Regions from separate parts of the Mus musculus genome. Here region 1 is linked to region 2. Evidence: chromatin contacts called from public Hi-C data. All regions are on one chromosome and are shown on one strand. Each heading gives the region's core, a stretch centred on a gene start, on an enhancer-like site or on the middle of the called end of the contact. The rest is flanking DNA. Distances are from core to core; before and after follow the strand shown. Region 1 has its middle 45 kb from the start of Gm43868. Region 2 overlaps Srgap3 (SLIT-ROBO Rho GTPase activating protein 3).

What was found. A called contact is a pair of places that touch in the nucleus more often than the background predicts.
Region 1: a Hi-C map of cerebral cortex shows a contact between it and region 2, with 3 times the contacts expected there. The contact joins two enhancer-like sites. A contact is called at or near these places in 2 of 15 datasets of contacts at CTCF or cohesin (the NIH/3T3 cell line and pro-B cells), 6 of 484 Hi-C or Micro-C datasets (the N1E-115 cell line, bone marrow-derived macrophages, cerebral cortex and 3 more), 5 of 115 datasets of contacts at active chromatin or transcription factors (bone marrow-derived macrophages, differentiating embryonic stem cells, embryonic basal ganglia and 2 more) and 4 of 9 other capture datasets (adipose tissue, embryonic stem cells, embryonic tail and 1 more).

The regions. Positions count from the first base shown.
Region 1 is chr6:112,999,119-113,002,856 of GRCm38.p6, forward strand. No RefSeq gene overlaps it. Among named protein-coding and RNA genes, the nearest start is that of Gm43868, 45 kb to the right of the region's middle. Within about 2 kb of position 1,708, at least 70 of the 459 cell types and tissues checked have an H3K27ac peak or open chromatin away from gene starts, as enhancers often do. A contact at or near this core is called in the N1E-115 cell line, cerebral cortex and forebrain, where this site is marked.
Region 2 is chr6:112,820,837-112,825,092 of GRCm38.p6, forward strand. The region is part of intron 2 of Srgap3 (SLIT-ROBO Rho GTPase activating protein 3); the gene reads right to left. Among named protein-coding and RNA genes, the nearest start is that of Gm26799, 120 kb to the left of the region's middle. Within about 2 kb of position 2,450, at least 29 of the 459 cell types and tissues checked have an H3K27ac peak or open chromatin away from gene starts, as enhancers often do. A contact at or near this core is called in the N1E-115 cell line, cerebral cortex and forebrain, where this site is marked.

The sequences.
Region 1 (3,738 bases), core at 458-2,957, 180 kb after region 2:
TTCCTTTCAACAAGCCATTACCTTGACATAGATGAGATTGAGAATTTTTGTTTAGAAGACCATCACATGCCAGAGACAGACAGACAGACCTTCCTTCCTTCCTTCTGCCCTCAACAGGGCCCACTATTGATTTTCTATGCATGGTCCTTCTGAGCCTGCCTGCCATCTATGATTTTGTGACAGTAATGTGGTGTCTGTTTCTTTCCTTGCTAAAAGCTGTTGATACTGCACAGACTGTCACATGCCCAGAAAGGAAAAATCCCAGAGAGTCTGGTCTGAGTCACAGAGTGCTTGTGTTACATCTTGGATGGCTCAAAGGACCTCACGTGCCTGGGATGCAGGCTGCCTGGCTGCCCAAAGAGCTAGCCTGAGGCTGCACAAAAAAAAAAAAAAAAAAAACGAGATGGGGGCAGGTGACCCTTGAAGGTTGTGGGGCTAAATATAATCTAAGAATCCTTGTATTTGTCACCCAAAGGACCTTGGGGAGAGGGGCAGAAAAACATGAGTGACCTCTACATCTTTGTCCCCCAGGTTAAGAGCACCTGCTGCTCTTCCAGAGGTTCAAAGTTTGCTTAACAACACCCTCACCAGGCTCCCAGCACACAAAACTCCAGCCCCAAGGGGACCCAACACCCTCTCCGCCTTCCTCAAGCACCCCAACACAGGGGACATATATCCACACAGACACATGCATGTCATAAAAACAACAGAAATAAATCTAGCCTAGTGTGGTAGCACCTGCCTTTAATCCCAGCACTAAGGAAGAAGAGGCAAATGGATTTCTGTGAGCTCAATGCCAGCCTGGTCTAAATAGAGTTTCAGCCTACCCAGTGCTAGGATGAAAATCCTGCTAATAGATAGATAGATAGATAGATAGATAGATAGATAGATAGATAGATTATTTTAAAGGGTTAAGAACCATCACTCTACAGATGGGTGGTCCTGGGATGTGGGTTCGGCAGTCCGGATGATGCCCACACTGTGAGGGGTCCTGCTTACTGTTATTGCCAGTTTCAAAAGAGCAGTAGAATGCAGAAGTAAACAGCTTGAATCTTACAGCTTAATCAGACAGGCCTGACTGTGAGGCACCCTCCTGTCGCTAGGCAGTGACCTGGAGAGATGACTTTGTCATATCTGAGCCTCCTCCATGTGATGGGAACATGCTAAGTACCCACTTCCCTGGGTTGGGCTGCAGGTCCATTGCGAGTATGAGAGCCTAGACTTAACACACAGCATCACTGAAATATGTGACAGGTGTCATAAAAGGATGCTGTAGCAGGAAGACACAGGTGAGGGCCAGTATGGGCAGCCCGGCATCCTCCCAGAAGTTTTTCTGTCCAGGTAGGATGCTGGTGAACCATGATGCTCACCATAAGCACCCGACTGCAGTGAGTGCTTCGTCTATGGCGGCTCCCATGGGATATTTTACTGCCCCAACTTTATGGATGGAATAATGAGACACAAGTTTACTCACAGCCTGTTATCCTGCTGTGAAAAGGGGAAGAGTCATGACAAAGACGGTTTGGTTCCAGGTCCCTTCCCCTAGCTGCACATACACTGCCCCTGAATGCCTCCGGAAGGGGAAGAAATAAAAAGAGCCTGTTCCCTTTCTTGTTCCCAAATACCTTCTCCACCCGTAATAGCAGAAAGTGACAAATGCCTAGGAGAGGAGCACTAGCTCTGCCCACCAGGATCCACTGTGAGGGAAGCCTGCAAGGCAAGATCTAGAAGCGTCTGCAGAGAGCCGAATAAGAGAAGCACTGGGAGGCAGATGAGGCTCAGAATTGAATAAACCCGGACTCCACCTGGTGACGTAGGGTCTCTGAGCCCAGAGACATACTTTCTCAAAATTTTATTTCTCCCTGTCTGAAACAAGGCTTAGACACAATATCCCAGCTAGCTCTACAAGGCTGGGCTGAACTGGTGGGGAAGAGGCTACTGCATGCTGGGAAGTGGGAGGAGGGAGTTGGTCAGAACCTATCCCGGTAAAAGAGCGCCACCTGGTGAGGCACTCTGAGAACATTACTGGTGGCTGCTCTGACCAGATCATTGTAACCCAAGGAAGCCGCTTCTAGTCTCTGAATTTCAGAACTTACAAGGACATCGGAAGCTAGCGATGATGATAATGCCTGCAATTGTTAACTCCTTTACCCACACACATTCTCTTAACCACGCTGTTTCAAAATGGCAATGAGTTGTGAAGAATGCAAAGAATAAGTGGCGATCCTTTGTTCTGGAAATGCTGTTAAGTTACTTATTTTCCCTTAACTTTTGTTTACTTAGGGTTTGGATGGATATTCTTGTTGTTATTTTGAGACAGGGGCTCACTTTATATCTCTGGCTGGGTATAAAGGCTAGGCTGTCCTCAAACTCACAAGAGGTCCTCTGACCTCAGCCTCCCGCGTGCTGGGATTAAAGTCATGCACCATTATGCCTAGCTGTTTGTTTGTTTGTTTGTTTGTTCATTTTAGTTTTTCAAGGCAGGGTTTCTGGCTGTCCTGGAATTTACTCTGTAGACTAGGCTGACCTCGAACTCATAGAGATCCTCCTGCCTCTGTCTCCTAAGTGCTGGGATTAAAGGAGTGCGTCATGCTTGTTTTTAGTAGTAAGCACACAGCATGAGACTTTCCTATATTCAGGCAGGGCGGCACTGACTCCGGCGTGATGTTGTATAGGTCTTAAGAACTCACCCATCCTGAGTAACTTAAACGATACTGAATGCTGCTGATTACATGATTAACCTTGTCCAGAATAATTTATTCTTATGACTTCATTTAGCCCCTCCCCCAAGGAACCACGTGAGTGGAGGAGGAACCAGAAGAGTACAGCACTCACTGCGTCAGCGCCTAAGACTCTGCCGACTTGAAAAGTCCACACTAACACGTGTAATGCGAATTACACTTGATAAACATGCATTTACTAAAGCCGTATGACCACTGCAGGAGAGAGAGGTTGTTCTCACAGTTAGGGAACTGTAAATGTGCTGCGTTTGAATCTTAAATGTCCTTCAAAGGCTCATGTGTTAAACAGTTGGTTCCTGGGCCAAGGTGTTGCTAGGTGTTGCTAGGAGGAGGTAGAACTTCAAGATGTGGAGCCCTAGGGGGAAGCTTTAGGTAATAGGGAAAGGCAAGACCTGAGGGAATTATGGGACTCTGGTCTCTTCGTTTATCTGCACCTGACGTGAAGGGCTCTCTTCTACACTGTGTGTTGCCACTATAATGTGCCACACCACGGGTTCAGAAGTAAGGGGACCAACCATTCACAGACTGAGATTTCCAATCTATGGGCTAAAATACACGGTTCCTTTTGACAGGTTTGTTGTCTCCAGTATCTGTGGCCGCTCTGGAAAGCCGACTACACAAGGTGCTGGGTGCTGAGCATTGGCTGATGTTTAGAGGTGCACCTGACCAAGGGACTGGGGAGTCAGTCTTCATGCTGAGGAAACTATCCATTTGGAAAGAGGCAGAGACATGACTAAGCCCTTTGTAAGATTGACATACAATATGGACGCATCTAGAAGCCAGAAGAGCTGACTTGCTCTACGGAAAGAACTGTCAAAATGGCTATGCCCGGGGTGATTCTGCCCCAAGCATCTGCATCCCTCATGAGGGCTCTGCTCGAAGACTATCTGCCCCATCTTTCCTTTTGACATCTCAGCTCCTTAACAACACCTGTGTCCTGATCTCCTGATAACCAGAGCCCAACAAGGAGCGGAGCAATGGCTGCTAAACAGATATT
Region 2 (4,256 bases), core at 1,200-3,699:
GGCAGGAAGAGGAGGTGAGATGCAGCAGCAGCAGCTAACTTGTGGGTACATGCATTTATATGTGTTCACATGTGAGTGCACGCATTTGCACATGTTCACATGCACCAGCTCATCCAGGTGCTGTGTGTGTAGAAGCTCAAATTCTCTTGTGAGCCTCTGTCTGAGCCTTCCACTCAGTAAGAAAAATACACCATAGACAGGAGATGCTGCTGCAGCCTCATTAATGTATGCATGGGAAAGAGGCTGCAGAGCCTCCCCATACCAGATCCAGAAAGCACTTTCTAGACTTGGGGGGGGGGTAATCAAAGGCTAGAGCGGACATTCCCAAGGCAGAGCCTTCTGGGTAGAGAAATATGACCAAAGGGCCAGCCAAAAGAAGAAAAGGGCATGTTGGTTAGCTGACAGGCAGCTGAGGGGTCCTACATGATACTCTGGTGTGAGACCCAGGGTGACAAATCGTGCCTGGTGAATCTGGTGAATAAGGCAGAGACCAACAGCAAAAGACCTTTAAGCATCATTAGAGAGTCTAAGCTTCATCCTGAAGTCATCAGGGAGCCATAGAAGGATCTAATGTTAAAAAAAAGGAAAGGTATGAACTGTCCATAGTGGGACCCTGAGAGGACAGGGAGTGGCATCCAGGGCCAAGGGAGAAGTGGAGGGATTCAGGGCCTGGGTATTGACTGGATTTAGGAGGCAAACTGGACAGGTTTAGGGTGGGAGCAGAGGAGGAAAAATCCAGCATGGCACCTGTTTTCTGGCTAGGCACCCAGGGAACTAGAAAGAGCCTTTGGGAATGAAGAAAAGGTTAGAATTTTGGCTGGGAAGGGAGACAGTTCCCCCCTCCCCCAGAGTCTGACAAGGCTGCAGTCAGAGAGGCAACTCTCCCCACTCCCATGACAAGGAACAAGGAAGGGACAGGCAGGGGGAGTGAACCTATCTGCCTTCTAAGCAGCATGCCCACTCTGAAGTTCCACCAAGCATGGGAAACAGCTAGCTCTGCCTTCCCATCTCCTCCCTGTCCTTTGGCTACACAAATGTGTGGGGCCCCGCTCAGGCCAACTCAATGCTGGGCACAGTGGCTTGAATGAGAAATGTCCTCGGTAGGTTCCTCTATCTGGACCCTTGGTCCCTGGTTAGGTGCTATCTGGGGAGGTGAATCCTAGCTAGTGAAGAAGCCTCAGTCATTATGGACTCCCCTCTGGAACCCTAAGCCAACAAAATGAACCTTTTCTTCCCTGAGTCTCTTTTAATCATGGCTTAATCACAGCAACCAAAAGCAATGACTACACCAGGTGAGCTGTCCACAGCCAGGATTAGAGTTGGAGCTAGTCATGCTGCAGAAGGATACCAGACCCTCACCACCACCTAAGTGGGCCACCAATAAGAGTCACCAAGGGGAAACAAAAAGACACCTGGCCCTGGGAGGAGTCCTCTCCTATGCCTACCTCCTCTGGATGTTACCATGTAAAGGTCACCTATGCTTGTGGCCTAGCTATTCAAACCATGTCACTAAACACAAGAAAAGAGCTTTCTCGTTGTTATTCAGTGGCTCATCTGCGCAACGCCTTTATGATGGGCAATCTGTAGGGCCAGGCTCAAGAGAGCCTTTGAGCGTGTGTGTTCTCCACACAGTTGACAGTGTGCTGAGGGAAGACAGTCACTGGACATGTCCCGGTTGAGTGTAGAACTAGATGGTCAGAAAGTGCTAGAATGAAGGGGCATGCCGTGCCATAGGGGCTCAGAGCAGGAGTCTTGAGACCTGACTTCGAGGTTCACTGAAGTGTCTATGAGGAGAAAGGTAAGGTAGGCTTCTAAGAAGAATTAGAGGTGGCAAAGGAAAAGTACTAGACGAGTGGCCTTCCTGGGGGGCAAGGAGTTGGGCACATACATTTAAGGGACTCAGTAAAGATAAGCGAAGTAGAGGAAGCAAGATTCATAGGGGTGAACGTGGTGGATAGTGAGGCTGGAGGATCCGCAGGGCAGCTGGGTCCTGGGGGGCCTGCTACCTCATCCCATGCACCATCCGCATTATGGGGACTGCAGAAATCAATATGAAGAGTGCAGGTGACAGATGAGGGTGGAGTACCAGGAACCTGTGCGTCCGCTCTCCTTTTCCTGGGACCACACGTTCTTTCTTCAAAATGGCACCCAGGGCTGATCTCTAGCTCACTCTGCTACTGTTCCTTGCTGCAGTCTCCATTTTAGAAGACATTAAAACGAAGCGAGCCAGCCTCCCCTCATCTCAGGCACACTAACTCTCTTGCTTTTCTCATCTTGCCTCGAAGCCTCTCCCCGGCAGGCAGAAGCTGCTGAGCTAGGACATAAGGGCAGAACTACCGCAGATGTATATATTTTCTTCTTTATGGCTAGAAACTAGCAGTGAGCATTTCTGGTGAGTCACAGCTTGCTCGCTTTCTTTGGCTAAGAAAGGTGGGAATGAGGTTCCAAGAGACTGAAGCTGGAGAGGCCAAGCCTTGCCAAGCTGGTGAGTTAGGAAAATGAAATTAGCAGCAAGCTAGCTCTGCCAGCTTCCCGGCTGGGGGCTGGAAAATTCCGCTTAGCAAACAAAACCCAGATCCAAGCCTGCAGAACCCAGGAGGCATGTGGATCTAAACCCAGTGTCCTGGGATCTTGGGATCTGGAGAGCATAAACCCCCACACCTGACACCCTCTTCAGGCACCTGATCCCCATCTTCAGTCGAGTCCTGAAATGAAAACCCCTATCCCACTAGGAAACACCTGGGCAGCCTCACTCTCCTCCCATACGGACCTCTGTGCCTTGGTTTAACTAGCAAGAAAATGGACATGACATGTGGTATATACAGAACCAAGCAAAAGAAGGGCCAACCGAAGGCTCTCTGGCCAGCTATTTCACCCTTCAATTGTGGGTCCTGAGAACCCCACTGTGTCTGCCCTTCAAGCCCCTTTTCTGTCCTTTGGAGACTATGACACATGCCCTGACTTTCCATGTCCCACCAGAATTCTCAGATGCATGAGCTAAAGGCTGATGGATGAATTTGCAAAGTATAAGTTCCTATATCATCCTTAAAGTCCACCTACCTATTCTACCTACCTAAGTGGATGGAGACAGAACTAAACTCCTATATAAATATCACTTCTTAAAGCTACCCATCATCCTTAATACAGAAAAAGTGCTATTGGCACATAGATGAAATATATGCACATACACACACACACACACACACACACACACAAACTCACAACCTGGTAAATAGTTTGATGATTATGGTGTTTCCAGGGTATGTGTGTAGGAGCCATGAGAACCATAAGGAAAGCTAAGAAGAGAAGAAGGAGCTGTAGCCATCATAAAGAGCCTCAAGAAACCTGCCATGGAAGAGAAAAGAATGTGGTGGTGATGAAAGGTGGAAAGTGGAGGATACAGAAGGTGGAAGGCAGTGGATGATGAACAAGGGGAAGTGGATGTTAGAGAAGAAGAAGATAATGGGGGTGGAGGATGGAAGGTGGAAGCCAGAAACCAGACGTAGTGCAAAGTTGTGGAATGTGCTGGAAAACAGATGGCAGGAGATACAGGCGATGAGGGGATGGACGGGCCAAGAGAAGGTGGAAGATAGATGGTGTGCAGCAAAGTAGATGGTGGTTGAAAGGTAGGAACAGTGGAGACGATGAAGGGTGGAGGTGGAAGGGGTGTGACACAGTGAAGACAGAGGTGCAGGGAAGTAAGAGAGATGTCTGAGATGATGGGAGGTAGACAAGAACAATATGAAGTAAATGTGATAGCCATTGGAGCTGATAGAAGCTGGCGGTGGGAGGTAAAGGTGAGGGAAGATACTAACCTATAGGGGATGGGAAACGAACCCTGGCGTGAGTTGGTGCTGACATCAGGATTACAGCATCCCCAGACCCAGGCTCAGTGTCTGCCTTTCGTTTTAAGTATGTGTGTGCATGCGCATGCATGCATGTGTGTGCTTAAGTGTGTGTGCTTGCATGTGTGGTGTGGGGGTGGGTGGGTATGGGTATGGTCGAGTGTGTGTGTGCTTGCATGTGTGGTGTGTGTGTGTGATATGTGTGTGTGTGTGTGTGTGTGTGTGTGTGTGTGTGTGTGTGTGTGCTTGCATGTGGGTGTGTGTGGTGCATGCGTGTGTGTGTGTGTGTGTGTGTGTGTGTGTGTGTGAGTGCTTGCATGTGGGTGGGTGTGGTGCATGCGTGCGTGCGTGTGTGTGTGTGTGTGTGTGTGTGTGTGTGTGTAAAACAGCAGGACTCCTACTCTTTCTCTC